Regions from separate parts of the Sus scrofa genome. Here region 2 is linked to region 1. The links are chromatin contacts, called in public Hi-C maps. All regions are on one chromosome and are shown on one strand. The core of a region is the stretch at or near the end of the contact, and the rest is flanking DNA. Distances in the headings are between cores, read along the strand shown. Region 1 holds the start of DENND1A (DENN domain-containing protein 1A). Region 2 holds the start of LHX2 (LIM homeobox 2).

Region 1 (6,959 bases), core at 4,390-6,889:
ATGAAATATTATTATGTATTATTACACAATAAAAAATAATGAATTACTGATAGATGGTACATAGATGAACTTTGAAATAATATACATATATTTTTTTTGTATTTTTAGGGCTGCATCCACTGCATATGGAGGTTCCCAGGCTAGGGGTCCAATCAGAGCTGTAGCTGCCAGCCTATACCACAGTCACAGCAACGCCAGATCAGAGCCGCGTCTTCGACCTACACCACAGCTCACGGCAACACCGGATCCTTAACCCAATGAGCGAGGCCAGGAATTGAATCTGCAACCTCATGGTTCCTATTGGGCTTTGTTTCCGATGCACCACAATGGGAACGCCTTGAAATAATATTTTCAAAGCAAAGTGCAAGAAGACAGAGAGAAAGGCCATATTATCAAATGATTCCATTTTTATGACTAGGCAAATCCATAGAGTCAGAAAGTAGATACACGGTATGGTTGCTGGGGGCTGAGGGGAGGGCAAGAAATGTGAGTGACTGCTACTGGGTAGAGGGTTTCTTTTGGGATGTGTTCTGGAAGTGTTCTGGAATTAGAGGTGACAGTTGCACAACTTTGTGACTATGCTAACAACCACTGAATCGGACACATTAAAATGGAGGTGGTTTGTGTGTGTGTGTGTGTTTGTTTTTGTTTTTGTTTTTGTTTTGCTTTTTAGGGCTGTACCCACAGCATATGGAAGTTCCCGGGCTAGGGGTCAAATCAGAGCTACAGCTGCCTGCCTACACTACAGCCACAGCAATGTGGGAACTGTAGTGACCAGTGCAATATCTGTGACCTACACCACAGCTCATGGCAATGCTGGATCCCGGACCCATTGAGCAAGACCAGGGATCGAACCTGCATTCTCATGGATACTAGTCAGATTTTTTTCCACTGCACCACAATGGGAACTCCCCAAACGGAGAATTTTATGCCTCGTAAATTATATATATATATATAATCACAGCTAAGTGTAGTAGGAACAGCAGAGCATTGGCCTGTTGGTCTTGCTGTTTTACACTGTATCATTAGTGGGGTATTAGAGCTCCTTGGGGTTGCTTCCTCCCCTCAATTGACAGTCCTCTAAATCCTAAGCAGAAAAACTAAATAGGTACAGAGAAGCGAGGGCCATCTTGGAAACCCAGGAGCATTACTGTCTGGTGTGGGTGGTATCACACACACTGCTGGACTTTTTGTCTGCTAGATATGCTTAGGTAGCCTATTTTGACAACAGTTGAGAAGGTAGTTCCTAAACCCCTCTCATTCCTGGAAGACTTCAATTCCAACAGTTGATTATGCCATGCACTTGGCAGAGAGGTCTCTTTTTATTGTATGACATCAGATTTGCACAGGTTTAAAGGAATAATAAAACAATAAGCCTCTGATTATAGAATTTTATAACTGAAAGGACTTTGAAGAGAGGTCAAGTAGCCTGAATCTCTTACTTTGGATATAGGGAAACTGAGGCTCAGGGAAATTCAGGGGCTTGCCCGAGGTCACAGAGCTGAGTATGGCTTGGTGGAGATTGTGATACCTGAGTTCCCTTTCCTCCCTGGGAATGCACCCCCTAGCCTGCCTTCAGGGAGCACAGGATTGTCTGAAATCATGGCTATATTTCCTAGTGAGATGTGGTTGTATAAGTTCTGACCAGTGGAATGTAAATGGAGCTGTATGAGCAACCTCAGGGAAATGTACCTAAAGATTAAGGCTTGGGGTGGGGCAAGACTTTCTACTTTCTGTTGGCTTGGCTGAAGACTAGATGGCTAGATAATACAAGCAGCCATCCAGGACCAAGAGGCAGAAAGTGGGAAAGTGGGGAAGAGAGGAGCCATAATGTAGAATTCCAGGTCCCCATCCTCAAAGAGGTCACAGCCTGAGGGACAGAAAACAAGTCTACAAGTCATATCAGCTCTGGAATGTTCATCTCTAGACCTTATGTGAGAGAAACTTTTTTTTTTTCCCCCAGCAACTGTTATTTCAGTCTTCTATCATTACAGCTGAGCAGAATTCTAATTTTTTAAGAGCATAAAAAATTACATTCTGGGTTGGGAACTCGGGTCTCCTGAATCCAAGTAAAGGACTATTTATTATGAAGATTATTACAATTAATAATAAATGCGGCGTTCCCATTATGGCTCAGTGGTTAACGAATCTGACTGGGAACCATGAGGTTGTGGGTTCGATCCCTGGTGTTGCTCAGTGGGTTAAGGATCCAGCGTTGCTGTGAGCTGTGGTGTGGTCGCCGATGCAGCTCAGATCTCAAGTTGCTGTGGCTGTGGCGTAGGTTGGCGGCTACAGCTCCGATTCGACCCCTGGCCTGGGAACCTCCATATGCTGCAGGCGCGGCCCTAAAAATAAAAAAAAAAAATTTAAAAATTAAAAAAATAAAAATAAATGTCGAACTGTGCTAAGTGTCTTGTATATAATAATTGCTAATAATTTTTTTTTTTTTTTTTGGCCATTTCTAGGGCTGCTCCCTCGGCATATGGAGGTTCCCAGGCTAGGGGTCTAGTCGGAGCTGTAGCCGCCGCCCTACACCAAGGCCACAGCAATGCAGGATCCAAGCCACGTTTGCAACCTACACCACAGCTCGCAGCAATGCTGGATCCTTAACCCACGGAGCAAGGCCAGGGATCGAACCCGAAACCTCATGGTTCCTAGTCGGATTCATTAACCGCTGAGCCACGACGGGAACTCCTCTATTATTTTTAAAATAAATTGTATTGGAGTATAGTTGACTTAGAAAGTTACGTTAGTTTCAGGTTACAGCAAAGTAAATCAGTTATATATATACACGCATCCATTCCTTTTCAGATTCTTTTCCCATATATGTTATTACACAGTTTTTTTTAATTTTTTTATTTTTTATTTTTTATTTTTTTTTATTTTCCCACTGTACAGCAAGGGGGTCAGGTTATCCTTACATGTATACATTACAATTACATTTTTCCCCCACCCTTTCTTCTGTTGCAACGTGAGTATCTAGACATAGTTCACAATGCTATTCAGCAGGATCTCCTTGTAAATCTATTCTAAGTTGTGTCTGATAAGCCCAAGCTCCCGATCCCTCCCACTCCCTCCCCCTCCCTCCCTCCCCCCTCCCACCCCCTCCCTCCCCCTCCCATCAGGCAGCCACAAGTCTCTTCTCCAAGTCCATGATTTTCTTTTCTGAGGAGATGTTCATTTGTGCTGGATATTAGATTCCAGTTATAAGTGATATCATATGGTATTTGTCTTTGTCTTTCTGGCTCATTTCACTCAGGATGAGATTCTCTAGTTCTATCCATGTTGCTGCAAATGGCATTATGTCGTTCTTTTTTATGGCTGAGTAGTATTCCATTGTGTATATATACCACATCTTCCGAATCCAATCATCTGTTGATGGACATTTGGGTTGTTTCCATTACACAGTATTTTTTAAATTGCAGATAATTTTTAAAGGCTTACCACATGCTAGTCACTGTTTATGTACTTTATAAGTGTCATTAACTCATTTAATCTCCATGCCATTTCCATAAGATAGATCTATGACTATAATTTCCATTTTACAGACAGAGAATCTGAGGCACAGGGAAAGGGAATAATTTACTCAAGGGCACATATTTAGTAAGAGGCCGAGCTGAGATTTGAACCCAGGCAGTCTGGCTCCAGAGCCTGCCCGCTTAATTCCTATATCACCCTCTCTCTTATGATGTGAACTCCTCCTATATTCCTTCTACCAGGAGGAAACTGAAGCAGACATTTGCTTAAAATCTTTTGCTTCAAATGTGTTGGAGAAGCAGCTAGCATGAGAAGCCAGACTCCTAACTCCCCGCTCAATGTTCTCTCCCCAGACCACCCCGTAGTCTCAGAGGCCACCTGGACAGATTCACAGGCCTCCCCCTCCAGTCTCTCCCTGCATCACGCACACACCACCACCACCACCACCACCACCACCACCTCACCCAGCAGACACTCAGACATTTCTGTGGCCAGGATGGCTACAACATCCTTTGAAAAACAGCCAGCTTTCCCCTCCACCAAATAATTTTGTTTTATTTATAGTCTCCTGCTCAGAGCTTTTGAACTGGCTGCTCATTCCAGGGAAGATCTTGATAACAACTGTTCCTTGGAGAGGGTTCATAGGAAACAAGGTGAATAAACACTACAGAGGCCCTGCCTCTGTCTAGCAGAGCTTTGCTCCTGGGGATGTTTATAAGTCAGTGTTGGTGTCTGGGTGCAAGAGACTTTGAATTCGAAAAGGCAGTTTGGACATTTTCCACTTTGTTTATTTTAATTCAAAAAAGTTCATCCTATGCCTTCAACAACCTCAGGGCATAGGCAAAAGAGAAACATTATCTTTATCCAGAATGTAACTCTCAAAGGAGTTCTTGCTTTCTTTGCTCTCTGCCCGGTTGGGACTAGTTACTGTGGTGACTGTGGGGTAGGGAGACACTCCACGAATTTATAAGAGCTAAAATGGCAGACGAGATGAATGGTATTTCAGAACAGAAAACTGTAAAAAAGAAGAGCCTAATTTCAAAAGGGAACCATGAACCCACAGCATCTTCTCACCTGTGGGCAAACTATGTCAGGTGTCTGGAATTTCTCAGTCTGGATGCTCATCTCCATTCCACCAGTTGCTACTTATGTAACCTTGAGCACATGCCTCAGTTTCCTCTTTGGGAGGAGCGGGGATAAACTCACAAGATTACTGGGAGGATTGGTTCTAACCAGGTAGAGGAAATATAGCACCTGATTGAGAGAGGATACTCAATCACTCACACATTGAAAGGTAGCTAATGAAAGCGATCATGATTGCTTCCTTTGTGATTCCTGCGGGCCTAGAGGGGATGATATTGGAATGTTCATGAAAGTGAACCCCAAGGAGGAGCAGGTTGATGATCTTGGTTCTTAAGTACCTTCCTTTGCATTGCCTTAATCTCCATCTGTACTGTTACGGTGGCATGAGATTTCTGCATTGGAGCCCCCCAAATGGCTGATGAAGGGAGGCTGAGGTCAAGGGTAGGGGCAGAGCAGAGCCACTCAAGGCGTCCTATGAAGCTCCCAGGTGGCTTTCCTGTGGGTACGTGAGATCTCCTTAAAGGTTCCATCAAGACACACGTTAGGGAAGTGGCTAGTGTGACAGAAGTAGGTCTATGGCTCCCCTGAGGAACTTACTGGAAGGTATACGATTTTCAAAGGGAAACTTGTGTGTTCATGGAAGCCTGAGTGGGAGACAGATTATCTCTACACCCAAGCTCCTGGGAGGGGAGGACTCCATAGGAGAGGAATTGAGTGAAGGTTTCTTCAGGTGAGCTTGACGGTCTCTATGGGATGAAGGTCTTCGAGTCAACAGGACAACTGGGAATGAAGGCCTTCAGGGGCCTGCACCCGGAAGGGACCGGCCACGGAGCTCCGGGCGTCCACTCGGGCGGAAGCGTCGTCCCCGCCCACCCCCCACAGCCTTCAGGCGGCCCCGCCTCCCGCAAGCGGACTACACTTCCCAGCAGCCCCCGTGGGCGGCGGCGGCGCGGGCGGGAGGGGGCGGCCGTGTGAGAGGCGGAGGGGGCGGCGCGCGCCGGGCACGCGCGCCGGCGACCATGGCGTTCGCCCGGCTGAAGCGAGTACATTAACCCCGGGAGGCGGCGGCGGCGAGGGAGGGAGCTTCGAGCGGGCGGGCCCAGCCTGAGGGAAGGGAGGAAGGGGCGGGGAGAGCGCCGGAGGGAGGCCGGTCGGCCGCGGGCGGGCGGGCAGCGCAGCGCCGAGCGGGGCCCGCGGGCCCATGAGGAGGCCCGGGGACCATGGGCTCCAGGATCAAGTGAGTGCGGCCGGGCCGGGCGGAGCCGGGCCGGGCGAGGGGAGGCGAGGCCGGGCAAGGGCTGCAGGCCGCGGGCCGCGCGGGGGACTTGTTGCCGGGACCTGAGGGGCGCCCCGCGTGCCGGCGTCACGCGGGAAGGGGGACTGTTGCCATGACGATCCAGGGAGGCGCGGGGGCGGGGTGCGCGCGGGGTGCAAGGGCGCGGGTGGTCAGGTGCCTTCTCCTCACCTGAGGGCTGAAACAGCTTGAGATTACAAGGTGGCCCCCTCCCCCCGGGTTACGGAGAGCCTCTGAAAACGGTCACACAAGTGTTGGGGGGAGGGCGAGGAACCTCCGGAAGCAACTTCCCCAAGGGTGTTGTGTGTTTGGGCCGCCCCTGAGAGTTGGGCAGGTCCTGAGGTGGCAGCCTGGCTGCTGAAGGCCTGCGGGCCCCCATAAAAAGTCGCGTAAGGTTTTCCGAGGGAGAGGCCACTTAAGGACTTAAGGTCTGAATGTCCTGGGGAGAAAGGCCCTTTTCTCTCTCCTCCTGTTTCTCCCTTCAGTCTCTGAAAGTCTCCTCACAGCAGGGGCCAAAGGCTGTGAGGGAAGATACCTCTGTGCTGTAACTGAGCACCTGATGTTGATAATCGTTGGAAAGGTTTAGTAATCCAATCTGGCAAATTCCCTCATTCATTCATCTGGTGTCCCTGGTGGAGGGTTAGTTTTCCGGGGAAATTGTTGATACATCTGACTTCAGAACCCATTGAAACATTGTTACCCTCTTTCTAGACCTAGAAATTGACTTTGGAAAGTGCAACTTGTACGCAGTCCCATTTGGGTGTGTTGCTTTGGACTCTATCTCCCCTCCCAGCCAGGTCCTCTTTTGGCCTCTCCCTTCCTCAGTTCCAGAACAGGAGATGCCTTATCTTTAATCACTAACAAATGTTCACTTTTTCTCTATGAGTAATAGAATTGTTTAAGGGCACTTAGAAACAAAGTTAACAGCTTAGGCTGTTCCTTAAAACAGCTTTCCTAGGACACTTTAAACCTGCTTCCAAGAAAGTCTGAGGAATGTGTTTATTTCAGCATTTTGAGAATTATGCTGGGGAAGTTTGAAAGGGGAAGGACCTTATGGGTGAAATCTAATAGTTATTCAAGTATTGCATCTCTTGTCCAGTCCATA
Region 2 (6,810 bases), core at 1,726-4,225, 78 kb before region 1:
GCTCGCATCACCATCTCCGAAGCCGAGATGCCCAGGTGGCAGCGGGCGCAGCGCTGCACAGAGAACCGCCTGTAGGGACCATCGAGGGAGGGACTGTGGGGACACACGGTTGGGTACCCCCCCATATCCCTCCTCCAGGTGCCACTGCTGCCACTGGCCAAAATCCACTCCTTAAAATGGGCAACTAGGATAACTTAGAGGAAGGGGGTTAGAGGGAACTAGATTTTGGCCCAGGTCTGGTCCTACCATGAAATATAGTTTCCCTTAACCATTTTCATGCCTACAAAGGCTTTGCTTTACCCAGAGTCTGAGTAAGCCCCAGGAAAGCCTTTGCTCGGGAGTGATCAGAAACTTCGCACTTACCCCTTCCTCAACCTCTTCCCCTACCCTCCACCCTGTGCCGGGGCATCCTGCAGACCTTTGCAATTTGTAAGAAACACAGAGACAGGGATGCAGAGGCAGGATGAGAGAGAGAGGAGGAAATAAACAGACCTAACCCTAAACCCAGAGAGGAGAAACAAGGAACCTGGAGTCTGTTAGTGATTCCGGTTCTTTAATCCTGGCCAGCTTTCACTCCCATCTCCAGGAAAGACCCGGAAATGCACCCAATCCGCTCCCCCAGTTCTCCTTCCAACTTTGTTCCACACCAGCCGAGACTGCCTGGGTTTGGGGGTGCTTCTTTCGTTCCCTCTAGTGGACCCAAGAAACTTCAAAGGGAGAAGGGGGCAAGGACCACCCATCCCAAGCTTATTTTTGCTCTGAGCTAAGAAGAGGGCAGCTTCTGCTTTGCTCTGGGTCCCTACACTTCACAGATCTTTCCAAGAGTTCCCTCAAATTGCTGTTTAAAAAGGATGCCACCCATTTTGAACTGGCTTGAAGAAGGGAGGACCTAGGTAAGGGAGCCCTCCCTTGGGACTGCAGGGAAGGCAACTGGACAAGATTGTTTTTGAGATGCGGGGTCCAGGGTGCCCAGGGCAGTGGGTCCCGAGGCGGGGGTTACCTGTAGTAGTCTTCTTTGCAGTAGATGCTTCCATCCTTGCTGAAACAGGTGAGCTCCGACTCCAGGTTGAGTTTACACTCGCAGCACTTGAGGCAGCGCATGTGCCACTGCTTGTCCACCGCCAGCAGGTAGTAGCGGTCCGAGATTTTGCCCCCGCAGCCGGCGCACAGCGCAGCGCGGTCACTGCTGATGGACGGCATGGTCTGCGGAGGGAGGGAGGCGCAAGACCGAAGCGCCTGCGTCAGCCTGCGACCCCGCGGCGGCGGCGGCGGCAGCGGCGGCGGCGGCGCCGGCGCGGAAACGGGCACCTGAAGCTCCCTCCGTGGCTCCCGCTAGCCCTAAACACGGGGGAGGAGGGCGCCAGGGTGTGCAGGGTGCTTTCTCCACCCCAAAAGGCCCATATCCGGGAGGTGGGGGGCTCAGAACCTACGCCGGCCCACGGGCCCAAGCCGGCCACGGGCCCAGGACCCGGGACTGGCCTGGATAGATCTTTCTGCTTACTTCTCCCCCTTCCTGTCGCTTTTGCTCTTTTCTCAGAAAGGTTCATGCAGCGTTTGGGGGCTGGAGCAGTGATGGCTACTTCAGCCAAGCCCTCCAAAATCTCCCCCTCAAATTGTTTCTTAAAGGAGCCACTCTGCTGGGCCCCAGGAAAAGAGGTATGATGGCCATTAAAAGTCAACCTCCACACAGACTCCTCTCCAGAGACGTGGTGGAGTTCCTGGCCCCTAACCCCAGTGATCTCTGGATCCTTAAGCGGAAGGTTTAGGCCAGGGCAAATCGCTCAACCTCTGCCCCTCCACCACCTCTGCCCCACTGGCTGGGGCCCTCTTGGGTGCTGAGAGATGGTGAGTGGGGTGCATGGGCACCCTCAAAGTCTCTGAGTGCACGACAGGCCCAATTCAAATCCTCCCCTAACCAAACTGACAGGCTGAGAGGGTTTAACTCCAGAAGACAAGTTCAGAAGCAGAGGCGCTGGAGCTGCTGCTCTTCCTTTCCAAGCGAGAAGCTTCGCTCGTGCTCCCCACCTCCTCTGCCTCTAAAGGTCACTTCTGGGCCCGGCTTGGACAGTGTCTGCTCCTCTGGCCCCCAGAGACGTCTGAGGCAAGGAACTGGCTATTTGGGGCTGAGCTGGTGGAGCCAGGTGTGGAGATCCGACTGGACTCTCCTTCCACAAGGGCCAGGCCAGAGCCTGAACTCCCGGCGCTAACCCGGCCAAGTCGGACCAGCCAGGAGGCCCAAGACGCGATCAACGAAAAAGCGCTGGCCCAGAGGACTCCGACCCGTGAAACTGTGCTAGGGAGGGAACCTGATCGCCAGGAAGCAGGGAACGGCCCAAGTCGGCTGGAGCCCCAGTGCTGCCGGTTGGTTCGTCCTTCCCCGCGCCTCAGGCGGCGGCGCCAGTAGCCAGAGCCGGTGGTGGAGGAGAGCGCGGAGGCTGGCGACCGAAAAGCCGGGAAAAGTGAGAAGAGAGCCATCCGGGCCTCGGGTAGGACTTCGCTCCCACTTCGGGAGAAATCCTCTCTTCCACCCTGAGGGTCTGAAATTTCGGTTTCAACCTTGTTTCCCTCCTCCGCCCCAGCAGCCGGGTTTCCCCTGAGCCGGGAGCTACGGGCCTCGCATCCTGTCCGCGGATCCCCAGCGTCCAGTCCCGTGCGGCACGAAGGACGCTCTCCAAAGTGCCCCCAAACTTAGGAGAGCAGAGGCGCAGACCGAACCGGCCCCATCCCAGCTTTTCGCCCCGACCCCGCAGCCGTGCGCCTACCGTCTCCGTGTCGCCGCGGTCGATGGCGGAGCTGATGGCGGGAGCCTCGCTCTTGGCCCTGCGGTCCATCTCGTCGATGACCCCGTGCACCTCGGGGCCCGACAGACTGTGGAACAGCATCGCGGCGGGACCGGCGGGGCCGGGGGCGCGGCTCCTCCGCGGGAGGGCTTGCCCCCGCCTCAGCTGCCTGGCGCTCCCCGCGCTAACGGGCCCGGTGCATCGCCACCGCGGCCCCGGCCCCGCCCGAGCTCGGCTGCGCCCCCAGGCCGGGCTCCGGGCCCTGGGCGCCCGCGGGCCAGGACGCCTCCCGCCGAGGCGCTAGGGCAGCTACATCGCGGGGCGCCTGGGCGGCGGCGCCAAAGCCAGGGTCACAAGGGCAGGGGGCGGGGGGGGGGTGCTGTGCGGGAGGGGGTGGGAGACCAGGGCAGAGGTCGCCACCCGCCGCGGGCGCTTTCACGCTGCGGGCATCGCCGGCCCGGCTTCGGCGCCCCGGGCGCAAAGCAGAAGCGCAAAGTCTGCCCGAGGCGGCGACGGCTGCAGTCGGGGCTCACCGGGGTGCGACTAGGTGCCCGCGGCGGCCCAGCTGCCTAGACCTCTCCCCTCCCCAGGGTGTGCCCTTAGCCCAAGGCGACCCGCTTAGGCGCTGGGTCGGCTACTGGAGTGGGGATTTCTCCGAAGCCAGCGAGCCGAGCAGAGACACCGGGAGAATTGAAGAGGAGGAGGAGGAAGAGGAGGAGGAGGAGGTGGAGGAGGAGGTGGAGGAGGAGGAGGAGAAAAAGGAGGAGGAGCAGAGTAGGAGGAGGAGCCGCCGGCCGCGGGCCCAGCCGCGCGCAAGGCTCTCCAAGAGCGCGCCGAGCCCAGCCCCGGCTCTGCAGTCCGCGCCAGCCAAGCGTCCGCGCCTTTTCTACAGCCGCGCCTGACATCACGTCCTGCCGCCGCCCCATTGGCCGCCCGGCACCCCGGGCCCTGGCAGCGCGTGCTCCGGGAAGGCGGGAGACCGGAGAGGGAGGGGAGCAGCAAGAGGAGGAGAGGAGCGAAGAGATGGTGGGAGCTGGTGGGCGAGGCTGGAGGGCGGGGGCGGGAGGGAGGAGGGAGAGCGCGGGGTTTGGAGTTTTAAGCTACGAACTGTTTCCTGTAATTTCTTTGGGAAGGAAAATTAAACCCTCTCTCCCCGCCATCTCCATCCTAAGAAGACGCAGCCACTAAAGGATGCTTGAGGAAGTCTCCCTCCAGTCTCCCCTCGGCCCGGAGCCACTCCTCGCGCACCGGCTGGGGAGGCCTGAGAAGGCAGGTCCGGAGCAGAGCTGGGGGAGCCCTCGGCCGCTTCCCGCCGAGTTCTTCCTTTGGCCCAAGCTTCGCGCCGCGGGCTGCGGACTACCGCGCAGGCCTCCTGCGGACCCAGCAGAGCCAGAGAGGCAAGAATCGGCGGGAGCCGTGGCTCCCGGGGAGTGGGGCCAGCCAGTTATCCTCGCTTCCAGCGAGCTAGGGCCCAATTAAAGGCCCAGCAGTGCAGCTCCTTCTCACTCTTCTAGGTCTCTTTCCAGCCAGGAAGAGTGGGCGAAAGCATGGCTTTGGGACTGTGAAAGGCATGGCTTAAGATCCTAGTTCTTCCATTTACTTTCAGTGTAACCTTAGGCAAATGACTTCACTTCCCGGAAGCCTGTTTCTGATCTTTAAATGAGGGTCAAGAAAGCCCTGTCCACATGGATGTGATGAGCGAAAGAGATCACGGGTGTAAACTGCCTGGAACATAGTAGGCACTAAGCAAATTCTCCCATCATTCCCTTTTCCCCTTCCATCTCCTCCCTCTAAAAACTTTCTCACTTGAGCTACCTTAGGCAACAGCAGCGAGGTTATTAAGGATCACAGGCCCAATCTCTGTTGGGTACATCATGCCACAATACAGTTAGAGAAGGGACTCCATCCTGACACCTGCCTGCACCTTTTCGCCAAGGACCAACACCCTGGTGTGCCATGTAAATCCCAACGGCCATTCCAGACTTCAGGCTCAACCGAGAGTCTCCTGGGAGTGATTCTAGGGTGGGTGGTGAAGCTGGATTTAGGAAACAAAAAGTGAACGTAGAGAAAAACTGAATGAGCTAGTCAGTTACAGAGTCCCATCTCCTGACTCTGCTCTGGAGGCAGGTCTGTGTGAAGTGACTTGCTTACCAGCAGGAGGGAAGGGACTAGTCAGGAGATGTGCAGTTTATCTTAGAGGGCATAGAATTGAAGCAGCACAAAATCATACTTTCCACATACCATACATAAATTTCAGACAAATATACCTCTGCTTGTAATACCCAAGCAGTGCATGTTCATATGCGCAAATGCACATGTTCGTCTTTGTTGGCAAAAACAGGGCCAGCAGGAATGCAGAGCTAGCACGTGCACATCAAGTGTAAGTACAGTACAGTACCAGGCAAAAGGATGCCTCTGTAAACTGGAAAATTGCACAGTCGTATGTACAATTGCTCGCTCAGGCTATTCTACCTAAAGCTTTGTGCACGAGTCTACGAGGCCGTGTTTTGTGTATTTGCAAAAACTCTTAAAGTTCCAAGTAAGTGTGTACTCGCTGCATGTGCACAGATGCCCCAAAGCGAGGTAAGGACCATAAACCCAAAGACTCGTGTGTGCGAGCGTTCACACAGCCGTGTGTTCTGGCGCCTGCACACGGCTGGCGCCCAGGCACACGGACGCCTACACACATAAACAAGCATGTTTTACTGACGCATCTGGGGCACTTTCTTTCAAAGAAAGAAGGGAATGAAAATCTAATCTGGGAGTCACTGGGGTTCATCTGGAGGTGGCTCAACTGGTAGGAGAAAATTGTAACAATGCTGGAGCGTCTGTCCTTGGTGCAGCTCTGTGCCCAGGCTGGATGGATGCAATACGTTTTTGAGAACTCCAGGGGCTGCCCTAGGAGCTGCGGGGGGCGGGGAGGGGCACTCAGTAACTCTTGCCGCGGGCTTCCCAAGAAACGTGGAAACACAGCGTGCGGCTCTTCATTTCTCTCATATCTGTAAGCACACGCTTTCTTCGCCACCTCTCTGACCTGCAGCCCACACCCATTGCTGACCGATCCTAAATTTCCTAGCAGTCAGGATTCCCGCCGGGTGCGCCCGCCTATTTATCCCTCCGAGTCAGGCTAGGACGCGCTCCGGTCTGCAAAAGATTCAAACCCATTTCCCGCGGCGGGGCGGGATCTGGGGGCTCCCCAGCCCGGGGGTTCAGAGGCCGGTAACTTTGCTAATCTCCCCCAGCTGCAGGGGGACATCGCACAGCCGCTGAGCCCTGTCCGCGGAGACTAAACAAGGAGAGGAACAGGCTGTAAACACACACATCCTGACACGTGAGTGACATTTACACGGTGCGAGAAGCCGCAGCCGAGGGGATGGCAGGGGGTGGGGGAGCGGGCATCCGCAGGTAAATGGAAGCTGCGGAGGCTTCGGGAACCGCGGCAGCTCGACGCCCCTCCCCCCAGACAGGGACCGAGACTCCCTAAGTCCCTCGGACCTGCCTTTTGTGGGAGGTGACAGGTGAACGGAATTCAGGTCTGGCTACTCTCGCCGCTGCCTACCTCCCCACCATCTGCTTCCTCGCAGACAGGCAGACCCAGCGCATAATGAGGTAGCAGCCTCCAGCCGGCCACCGTGACTAACTCAGAACAAAAGCTCTCCCTCCACGCCTCTTCCAACAAAGGGGCCACCAGCCCCGGCGCTCCCCGAAGGCTGCGGGGCTCCCGGCTGCCGGCTGCGGAGCTGCCGCGCGCAAACTTCCCGGGGCTCCCGGGGCTGCCGGCGCCACGGAGCCGGGGCCGCGGAGGGAGGAAGCACATGCCGCCCAGAGAAAGTGAGGCCGGGCCTGGCGGGGGAAGAGGGGGCGGGAGCCAGGCGGCCGCGGAAGGAGGGTGATTGATCAGTGCGCTGTTCCCGGCGCTCTGTCCCGTTATTAGAGGCGGCCAAAGCAGGGCCACGCAATAACCTCGGAATCGCCAACTAATTGACGCTGCAGGCAACTACTTCATTGTGCGCGCTGGTTTTATGTCTTC

The links. Hi-C and Micro-C count contacts between places; a contact is called where the count stands out from the background.
Region 2: a contact with region 1 is called in a Hi-C map of brain, with 2.4 times the contacts expected there. The contact joins the promoter of LHX2 here to the promoter of DENND1A in region 1. A contact is called at or near these places in 2 of 47 Hi-C or Micro-C datasets (brain and epiblast stem cells).

The regions. Positions count from the first base shown.
Region 1 is chr1:264,822,031-264,828,989 of Sscrofa11.1, reverse strand. It overlaps DENND1A (DENN domain-containing protein 1A), which reads left to right and starts at 5,639. Exons shown (of 24, transcript XM_021074670.1): 1 at 5,639-5,797. The coding sequence starts at 5,781.
Region 2 is chr1:264,897,096-264,903,905 of Sscrofa11.1, reverse strand. LHX2 (LIM homeobox 2) reads right to left here and starts at 2,975. Exons shown (of 5, transcript NM_001170519.1): 1 at 2,763-2,975; 2 at 1,001-1,203; 3 at 1-69. The coding sequence starts at 2,882.